Regions from separate parts of the Danio rerio genome. Here region 2 is linked to region 1. The links are chromatin contacts, called in public Hi-C maps. All regions are on one chromosome and are shown on one strand. The core of a region is the stretch at or near the end of the contact, and the rest is flanking DNA. Distances in the headings are between cores, read along the strand shown. Region 1 overlaps abcc5 (ATP-binding cassette, sub-family C (CFTR/MRP), member 5). Region 2 holds the start of si:ch211-14c7.2.

Region 1 (4,923 bases), core at 559-3,058:
ATCACAGAGCAGGGCAGTCATGAGGACCTGATGAATGTGAATGGAGATTACGCCGCCATGTTCAACAACCTTCAGCTCGGAGAAACGCCCATCATCGAGGTCATTATCGCCTTAGTCAGACAAATAATCTTTTATTTACCTGCATGTCATGACAAACCACAAGCACTATTGGAACTGCTGTAGTTTGATGGTATACAGAGGGGGAAATAAGTATTTAACACTATTTTTTCTCAGAAAACTTGTTTCTAAAAGTGCTGTTGATTTGAAATTTTCACCTGATGTTGGTAACATCCAAATTAATTCATATATGCAAATAAAACAAACTAATTAGTTTACAAATTAAGTTATGTGTAATAAAATGCAGTGACACAGAGAAAAAGTATTGAACACATGAAGAAAGGGAGGTGTAGAAAGGCAGAGAAAGCCCAGACAGCAGCTGAAATCTCTCAGTAGTTCTTCAGCAACCCTCTGCCCCTCCTCAGTGTAAGTTAGTATTCACTGCTTCAGTCCAACATCTACATTAGCAGGAGTATAAAGGTAAAACCAGGGTGGACAATTCAGCAAGACAATGATCCAAAACACAGCCGAGGAAACTCTCAGATGCTTACAGAGAAAGAAAATCAAGCTGTGGAATGGCCCAGCCAATCACCTGACTCGAATCCACTAGAGAATACAAAATAAACCTCAGATTTGATAAACGAGACCCACAGATCTATCAAGATTTTTTACTCTGATGAAGTCTGTGAGAAACTCACGCCAGAGCATTGCATGTGATTTCATTCTCCATATGAGAGGCGTCTTTAAGCTGCCATCACCAAAAAGGCTTTTACATTAGGTTTTAGTCTGCAGGAATCAGAAATTGCTGAGACTTTTATTTCAGTATGTTGATGTACTTCCACCTAAAACTGAATATTGTGTAGGGGAGTGGGGCTCTTTTGCACATCATTCCCTCATAGCAAACTAACGGTAAAAGGGGTGTGGTTATGAATACGAGCATTTAAGTTAAGGGCATTTGTTTGATCAGGAGATTTGACCTCAAAACAACATGTGTTGATCCATTTTGGCAGAAGTGATAAACGGCAAGCTATGAATGTTTATATTTCCTAAATGCACACACTCGCTTACAGATTAACATGTTGATACTAACACATGAAAAACTTTCATTTTGATCTCACTGAGGCTTTAAAATTGCACTGAATTCCATAATATGAACAAAACAATAATCAAAATAGAGATTTTGTGACTCACAACAGATTTGAAATGAGAGAGATTTCATTTGAGCTTGAAGTGAAGTTGTCGTTTGGCTTTTAAAACAGATAGGAAGATGTTGAAACAGTTCAGAGACAGTTCACCCGAAATCATTGTCGTCATTTCCCGTCGTGTCTTTCCAAACCACTTGTGACTTTATTTCTGCTCTTTAACCCAAAAGGAGAAGTTATGAATGCTTATTCTGCTTTTTTAGTCAGCTTTGGCAGATACACACAGATGAACCTGAAAGTTGTGATTCAGCAGGGTTTTTTTTGTCATCTCAGGTTCCGAATAAGAAGTCTGGGAGCTCCCTGAAAAAACCCTTGGAGAAGAGCAAGGCAGGATCTGTCAAAAAAGAAAAATCAACCACCCAGGGCGATGGTAAATTTAATCGTTTTTACACTTAACCGCATCGATTAAAGCTCCTATTATGGGTTTTTAAAAATGACCTTCCATGCAGTGTGTAATACAGCTGTAAGTGAAGTGAATTATCCAGCTAAGGCAAGAAAGTGTGCCGTGTTTAAAACTATTGATTCATCTATAAAAGAGTCAACTCAGTGGTTCAAATGAATCGTCTGGGCAACGAATCTTTAGCTATATCAACACGGAAATGAAGCCCTGCCCATTTGCTGCAAGCACAGACGCGGGAAAATTGAAACCACAGGCCCCGCCCACAAACACAGTAGCAAATCCCGGTTGAATCATGTGGTGAAGACGCTGTGCTCTGAAGTTTGAGAGAAAGTTAGTGTTATTCTCTCTACCCAAAGATGAGGCTGTGAAGAGTCAGTGGATGAAGTTTATTTTTGCAAAAATACCTCAGCATTACAGCCCCGGCCTTGTGCTGTGTTCCTGTCATTTTTCTGACGAGTGCTTCAGCAATCTACACGCTTACAACAGAGTATTTGTCGACCGTTTGTTAAAGAAGGATCAGAAAAGACTATTAATGTATGGGAGCTTGACAGGTACTTTACAGTGCACAGTTCATGGATCAGTTCCTTCCTCCATTTCACAAGTGTAAGTAACTTGATAAATTTAGACCAATCAGCACAGATTAGCATCACGCTTTGGAGGGTTTTGGGAACAAATCGCTGAACAAATATATGGTTGGGATAATTAGGTAAAAATAAATGCATATTATAAGACAATGAAAGTGTTTTTTGACTTTGCATGCATATCAGCCTGTTGTTGGAGACCCCCAAAACCAAAATATGACCTTTTATAACGCATAATAAGGGCTCTTTAAAAGCACAGGCTTTCTCATTCAAATTAGAAAGATTATTTTTCAAGTTATGAGCATCACAAGTCTTTGTACTAGCTTAAAATATAGTTTTGGTCATCATTTAATCCCCTCACACAAGCCCTCTTCAGTAGTTTGTTGTTCTGTGTTCAGTTCCATCTCAGTTCATTTCTGACTGTTAAACAGCAGTGTGGTTCAGTGCTGACACCTTGTGGACAACATAAGTAGTGCAAAAACATTTTAAAAGCACATGTGGCTTATGTGTGTGTGTGTATGGTTAAAGGGATAGATCTTCCAAAAACGAACATTCTGTCATCATTTACTTTCCCTTGTGTGAAACCTTTACTGATTTCATCCATCTGTTGAAGACAAAAGAAGATATTGTGAAAATGTTGTAAACCTGTAACCATTGACTTCCATAATATCTGTTTTCCTACTATTGAAGTCAGTGGTTACAGGTTTTAATCTCGTTTTTCAAAGTTTTATTATCTTTTTCATCTTCTTTAATGTTTAAATAAATAAATAAAAAACTCATAAACCACCTTAGGGTGAGTAAATAGTGAGTACATTTCATTTTGGGGTGAATTTGGGTACACAGATATTCTGGGGAGCACAAGCACTTGAGCTTATATTGGAGGTATAATTACTCTTCTTCATTTCTGTGCTGTTTTTAGGTCAGCTGATGCAGGTGGAGGAGAGAGGGAAAGGCTCGGTGCCCTGGGCTGTGTATAAAGTATACATCCAGGCTTTAGGAGGCTGGCCCGTCTTCCTCTTCATCCTGGCTCTCTTCATCCTCAATGTGGGAAGCACAGCCTTCAGCAACTGGTGGCTCAGCTACTGGATCAAGCAGGGCAGCGGGGTAAGAAAACACAGAAAGGCTTGATTTCCATGAGACCTGAGATGTGTTTAAATATTTCATGTACTTGTGAGCTTGCTTTGTGCCGCTTTTCTTTCTTTTTGAAGTTGTTACTGTTAGTTTGGCTTCACAAAACAAATGTTACATTTTAATAATGACTCTCATACATTCGTTTAATAACTGGAATCATGAATGTGAAATACAGACACAAAAGTTAATTGAAGTATCATTATGTTTATTATTTATAAGTATCATTCTTTTGTGCCTTTCTTTTAAATGCAGAGTGTTGTGAAATGAATGTGAAATGGCCATTGGTGATGTTTGTGAATGGTTTGTTGCTCAACAGAACACCACAGTGCAGGTGGGCAACAGTTCAGTGCTGAGCGAGAGCATGCGAGATAACCCTCTGATGCAGCACTACGCTGCCGTCTACACCATGTCTATGGGAGTCATGCTGCTCCTCAAACTGCTGAGAGGCATTGTGTTTGTCAAGGTGAGATTTTGCATCCTGTCGGTAGTTTTATAGTGTCTATAGCAGGGCTGCACGATAGTGGGAAAATATGCAATGTTGTTGTGAGTCATATCAGGATAACGATATTTTTAACGATACTTTAAAAACGATATTTTATCAGCAAATAAAAAGAATCATTTATTTAATGATCATACTCTGTTAGTGTCTATAGCAGGGCTGCATATTAGTGGGAAAATATGCAATGTTGTTGAGTGTCATATCGCGATAACGATATTTTTTACAATATAAATAACTATAAAAACAATATTTTATCAGGAATTAAAAAATATTCGTTTATGTGATGATCATACTTTATGGTGTCTCTAGTAAGGCTGTACAATAGTGGGAAAATATGCAATATTGTTGTTAAGTGTCATATCGCGATAACAATATTTTTTTTGATACTTTAAAAACGATATTTTATCAGCAAATAAAAATAATAGTTTTTGTAATGATCGTACTCTATAGAGTCTATAGCAGGGCTGCACGATAGCGGGAAAATATGCAATATTGTTGTTGAGTCTCATATCATGATAACGATACTTTTACAATATAAATAACTAAAAATGCAATTTTATCAGCAATAAAAAAATATATATATGTGGTGATCATGCTCTGTAGTGTCTCTAGCAGGGCTGCACGATAGTGGGAAAATATGCAATGTTGTTGTTGAGTGTCATCACGATAATGATATTTTAACGATACTTTAAAAACGATATTTTATCAATAATAATTACGATAATTTATTTAATGATCATACTCTGTAGTGTCTATAGCAGGGCTGCATATTAGTGGGAAATATGCAATGTTGTTGAGTGTCATATCGCGATAACGATATTTTTTACAATATAAATAACTATAAAAACAATATTTTATCAGCAATAAAAAAATATTCGTTTATGTGATGATCATACTTTATGGTGTCTCTAGTAGGGCTGCACGATACTGAGAAAATATGCAATATTGATGTTGAGTCTCATATCACCATAACAATATTTTTACGATATAACTAACTCTAAAAACTCTATTTTATCAGCGATTAAAAACATTATTTTTGTGATGATCATACTT
Region 2 (5,575 bases), core at 1,935-4,434, 380 kb after region 1:
TATATATATATATATATATATATATATACATACATACACACACACACACACACACACACACGCACACACACACACACACACACAGTTGAAGTCAGAATTATTAGCCCCCCTGAATTATTAGCGCCCCTGCTTATTTTTTCCCCCAATTTCTTTTCTGTTTTGGGAAGTGCCACAGGATTTTTAATGACCACAGAGATTCAGGACCTCGATTTAACCGAAAATCGGTTAATAAATTACTTATCCGAAAGATGGTGCTCACTGACAGTATAGTGTCCTATCTATTCCAAACTCTTCCCCGGAGAATCATCAGTCTACAATGATCACTTATTGGCTCCTGTAGCAGAAGACGGGGCTTCATTCGCCATATTGATCGTTACACTTTTCCTCATTTAAAACTACACAAGGGACAAGTGTGTGTTCAAAACTCTGATATTTCCAATTGTTCCAAAGACTATAGAAGTGAAGAGACAGGATTAAAATTATGTTCATTTGCGTTCCAAAGATGAACTGTTTGGAATGGCAAGAGGACATGATATACTGTATTGAAATACAGTTGAAGTCAGAATTATTAGCCCCCCTAAATTATTAGCTCCCCTGTTAATTTTTTCCCCCAATTTCTGTTTAATGGAGAGCAGATTTTTTTCAGCACATTTCTAAGCATAATAGTTTTAAAAACTTATTTCTAATAACTCATTTATTTTATCTTTTCCATGATGACAGTAAATAATGTTTTATTAGATATTTTTCAAGACACTTCTACACAGATTAAAGTGACATTTAAAGGCTTAACTGGGTTAATTAGGTGAACTAGGCAAGTTAGGTTAATTAGTCAAGTTATTGTATAATGATGGTTTGTTCTGTAGATTATCTAAAAAAAAAATTTGCTTAAAGGGCTAATAATTTTGTCCCAAAAATGTTTTTAAAAAAATTAATAACTGCTTTTATTCAAGCCGAAATAAAACAAATAAGACTTTCTCCAGAAGAAAACATATTATCAGACATACTGTGAAAATTTCATTGCTCTGTTAAAAAATTGTTTGGGAAATATTTAAAAAAGAAAATAAAAATCTAAAGGGGGCTAATAATTCTGACTTCAACTGTATATATTATATATATATATATATATATATATATATATGAAATATGTAACAAACTGTTTCTGTATTGCTTCAATTTGACAGTATTGGTTATGGTTATAGCAAATAATTTCGACTAGATGCATCAATCTTACTTAATATCAATTGCTATTAATGCATTATTAAAGAGCAAAAGTTGCTTTTACTAAAATGATTTTTTATTAACTTGTAATGATTAATTAATTAATTAATTAGTTAATAATTAATGCTGTAAAATATATAGCTCATTATGCATCTATGGTAAATAGTGGATTAATAAATTAACTAATGGTATGGTATGTACACATACACTACCAGGTACTGTCAGTCACATGATCCTTCAGAAATCACTCTAATATTAATTATTATTATTATTATTATTAATGATAGTAATAAGAAAATAATGGAGTACTAATTTCATTTAAAACTACAAACAATAAGAAAGCAGTTATTTAAAATTTTATTAAATATTTAACAGTTACATTTTTTTTACATTTAATAAATGCCGCCTTGATGAACAGATAAGTTTTCTTAAAATAAAAACCATGAAGAAAGAAAAACTGATCCTAAACTATTGATGTATATTTTTTTTTATTACACACACACACACACACACACACACACACACACACACGTTTATTTTTTCCCCAATTTCTGTTTAACGGAGAGATTTTTTCAGCACATTTCTAAAAATAATAGTTTTAATAACTCATCTCTAATGACTACTAGATATTTTTCAAGACACTTCTATACAGCTTAAAGTGACATTTAAAGGCTCAACTCGGTTAATTAGGTTAACTAGGCAGGATAGGGTAATTAGGCAAGTTATTGTATAATGATGGTCAAAAAAAAAAAAAAAAAGCTTAAAGGGGCTAATAATTTTGTCCCTAAAATAGATCAAAAAAAAATCAAAAACTGATTTTATTCAAGCCGAAAAAAAACAAATTAGACTTTCTCCAGAAGAAAAAATCTTATTAGACATACTTTGAAAATGTCCTAGCTTTGTTAAACATCATTTAGGAAATACTTGAAATAATTTAAATAAAAATAAAGGAGGGCTATAATTCAACTGTATATACAGTTGAAGTCAGAATTATTAGCCCCTTTGATTTTTTTGTCTTTCTAATATTTCCCAAATGATGTTTAACAGAGCAAGGACATTTTCACAGTATGTCTGATAATATTTTTTCAGGGGGGCTAATAATCCTAACTTCAACTCTGTGTGTGTGTGTGTATATATATATATATATATATATATATATATAGTATATTTTATTTTTAGTTATTGCAGCTATAATTAAATGATATTGTCATGTCATAAAATATCCATTTAATTTAATAAAATAATTTTTATATTTTATTTTGTAACAGTTTAATTTAAAATGTTTAGTACACATCTACACAAATTCTTTGTTTAAAATGGATTATATTCAATATTAGAACAATTATTACTTTAAGCAATCATACATTGTATACGATATAATCTATATTTCCCTCAGATTTTGTTCGCCTGTCACAAACTATGTCATGATGATCATACAGAGGATGCTGTATTACGTAGTCTACACACACACAATACGTGATCGCATCACTTGCACCAAATCGGGGGAGTCTATCATTAACTAACACTTGCCCACACAGATGAATCCTTACATGAAGCATCCTCGAGGAGGGGGAATTATCCGCATCGCTCCTTTTCGCGTTTTAATACCAGATTATACCCCTACATTTTAAATAACAAATACCCGGGGTCTGTCTTTCTTTGTGCCCGCTTACCTTTACAGTGTGCCAGTCATTTTCCTCGTGCCGAAAGCGATGTCACGAATCACACAATTCCAGCTGTCGTACGTTGTGAAGATGCTTCTGGGCTGAAGGATTTTGCCTTTAACCTTCATGAGGATTTTAGACTGCGCGGAAATTAAGATATCCATTACACCGCTACGTTTAAGGCAGCATATCCGAATACAGACCTACGAATTTTAGTGAAGCCTATTAAATCCCATGTTCATCCTGTGTGCTGAACGTCACGCTACACCTCCGTGTCTCCCCATAGCGCAGGCTGCTTTTACTGGCGATGCAACGCAGATCCTCCGCAATCCCGCGCGTGCGCTCAGCTGACCAATAGCGCGCACGCTGCCGGTGCGTCCACGTTTACGCACGAGCACGACACGCACACGCGCCAACATTACCTCATTATAGCATCTTCATTTACATCTTCAGTCAGTTCTGGTGGGTACAGTAGGTCACCTTGTGTCTTCACCCTTTTGAATCCCTTGTGCACCGTCTCTTTTGGTAGACTTCTTTCTTTTACGCGCGTAATGGCAACTTAAAATGAAAGTTTTGAAACGAGACGTCCCGTTTTGTTGTCTGCTTCCAATTGACAGACTTTGTGGTGAGGTTTTAAGTCACTTTTTGAGAGGAAAATGTCAAAATTTAGGTGAACATGTTTATTTTCATTCATTTATCCATTCATTCATTTTCATTTCAGCTCAGTCCCTTTATTAATCAGGGGTCACCACAGCGGAATGAACTGCCAACTAATCCAGCATATGTTTTACGCAGTGGATGCCCTTCCAGCCGCAACTCAACATTGGGAAACACCCAGGAGCACAACTACACATTTACTGAGGGGTATGCAGGTTCCACCACCACCACCACCGCCAATCCAACTAGGCTATGTTATAACAACAAAGTGATAGTGCTAAAATTTTGCATCAATATATTAAAGATATTTTTTCCTCGTCAACATGATTCAGACAAATACATTCACAATTCTGAACACAACTGAAATAATATGAAGTAGTAAAAGTATAATTACACTAAGCCTGTTAAATCACAAAGAATTACATCTCATCCCAACCCAAATTTCTTCTCAATTTTAATTTCCTCACTAAATGATTATAGCACCTTGACGTCCCTTGCTTTTGTATTTTTTGTACATTTGATAGATAGATATGGAAGTCCTAAAGCGCAAAAGAAAATAAAAATGCAATCACTTCTCATATGCGAGGTGTAAGGTCTGTCTTTGCATTAACAATTGTCTGAAACTGCTATTACACCTCTCAATCTGAAATAAAAAAGATTTTAAAATCTTTAGGGTAAAAAATAAACCAAGACAATCATCCTAAAATGTTCTATTTTATCAAAACGTTATGGGTAAAACATTTTTTTTTGTAACTAAAACTAATTTGAGCAAATAAAAGTTACCAAAAGGCCTGATATATCAATATAACACATAATACATTCATAAAAACATCTATATGGCATGAAAATGGATCTTGATAGAAGGATAATAAACATTTCAGTTCCAAAAAAGTCTAAATATTATGACTATTTGTTCATGTGTCAGTTATAACTTTGGATTTGTGGGGGAAACTGGAGCACCCGAAGAAAACCCACGTCAAAACGTGAGAACATGCAAACTCCACACAGAAACACCACATGGCCAAGCCGGGGCTTGAACCAGTGATGTTGTTGCTGTGAGGCGACAGTGTTAACCACTGTGTCACCCAAATTATCACTACAAATGATAATCTTTGATATGTCACCTATATCACAGTACATTGTGTTGCTACAACAAGAGTTTTATTTTTAAAGGTATAATAATGAAAACAGGTGCTCTCGTTTCCCCCACAATCCAAAGAGATGTGCTATAGATGAATTAAATGTACCAAACTGGCAGTGGTGTATGGGTGTCAATGAGTGGACAGGGCAACTGGAAGGGCGTCCGCTGTGTAAAACAAATGCTGGATAAGTTGGTGGTTCATCCCGCTATGGCGACCCCTGATGAGTAAAGGGACTAAGCCGCACTAAGCTGCACTATTTTTGAAGTCAGAATTTCCACTGTTTTTTCATCTGGATGTTATTTTTATTAGTCACAAAACATTTTGTGTGTGTTCAGTATTACTGTATGTTGCAATGTTGAGTAGTGTTCATTGTTATGCCTGCTGTATCCCTGGAATGGACTGTTTATCGTTAGCGATGCCACACTAGTGGAATTATGTGCAAATGAATAAGGAAAAGGATCAGGAAAAATAAGCTACAACTGATTATAATGTTAACGTTTTATTTAAGTGTTCTATTTTTGCATTAGATAGAGATAAGCATCCTCAAAATGACGGTTTCAGAAAAGCAACACATTACAAACATGCAGTTCAGTACTGAAACCTTAAATATACATATAAAACAGCTGACGTTTAGGCTACTTCTACAACCAAAACAACAAATAGGTTTAAGTTTAAAAAATAAAATACAAGAAAAAAAAATCACACTCAAAGTTTTCAATTCAGAGCCTTCCCTGTGAATAGAAATGCTGTCTGGTACAGCTTTTCACAAGAAATGTAAAGGGAGAAATCGTTGTATTTTTTTTAATGTATTTAAAAGTCACAAAAATGTGCATCACAAAAGTACTCAACATCACAAGCTTTTTTGTGTGTCTTTTCTGTACAGATCGTGCATAT

The links. A called contact is a pair of places that touch in the nucleus more often than the background predicts.
Region 2: a Hi-C map of embryo shows a contact between it and region 1, with 9 times the contacts expected there. The contact joins the promoter of si:ch211-14c7.2 here to the enhancer-like site in region 1. A contact is called at or near these places in 2 of 18 Hi-C or Micro-C datasets (embryo and hematopoietic stem cells).

Annotation. Positions count from the first base shown.
Region 1 is chr18:48,832,868-48,837,790 of GRCz12tu, forward strand. abcc5 (ATP-binding cassette, sub-family C (CFTR/MRP), member 5) reads left to right here. Exons shown (of 28, transcript NM_001195613.1): 15 at 1-99; 16 at 1,533-1,629; 17 at 3,160-3,344; 18 at 3,688-3,834. Among named protein-coding and RNA genes, the nearest start is that of rnpepl1, 26 kb to the right of the region's middle. Within about 2 kb of position 1,809, at least 4 of the 62 cell types and tissues checked have an H3K27ac peak or open chromatin away from gene starts, as enhancers often do.
Region 2 is chr18:49,206,591-49,212,165 of GRCz12tu, forward strand. si:ch211-14c7.2 reads right to left here and starts at 3,185. Exons shown (of 6, transcript XM_001920354.7): 1 at 2,892-3,185. prx (periaxin) reads right to left here. Exons shown (of 8, transcript XM_068214972.2): 8 at 5,162-5,575.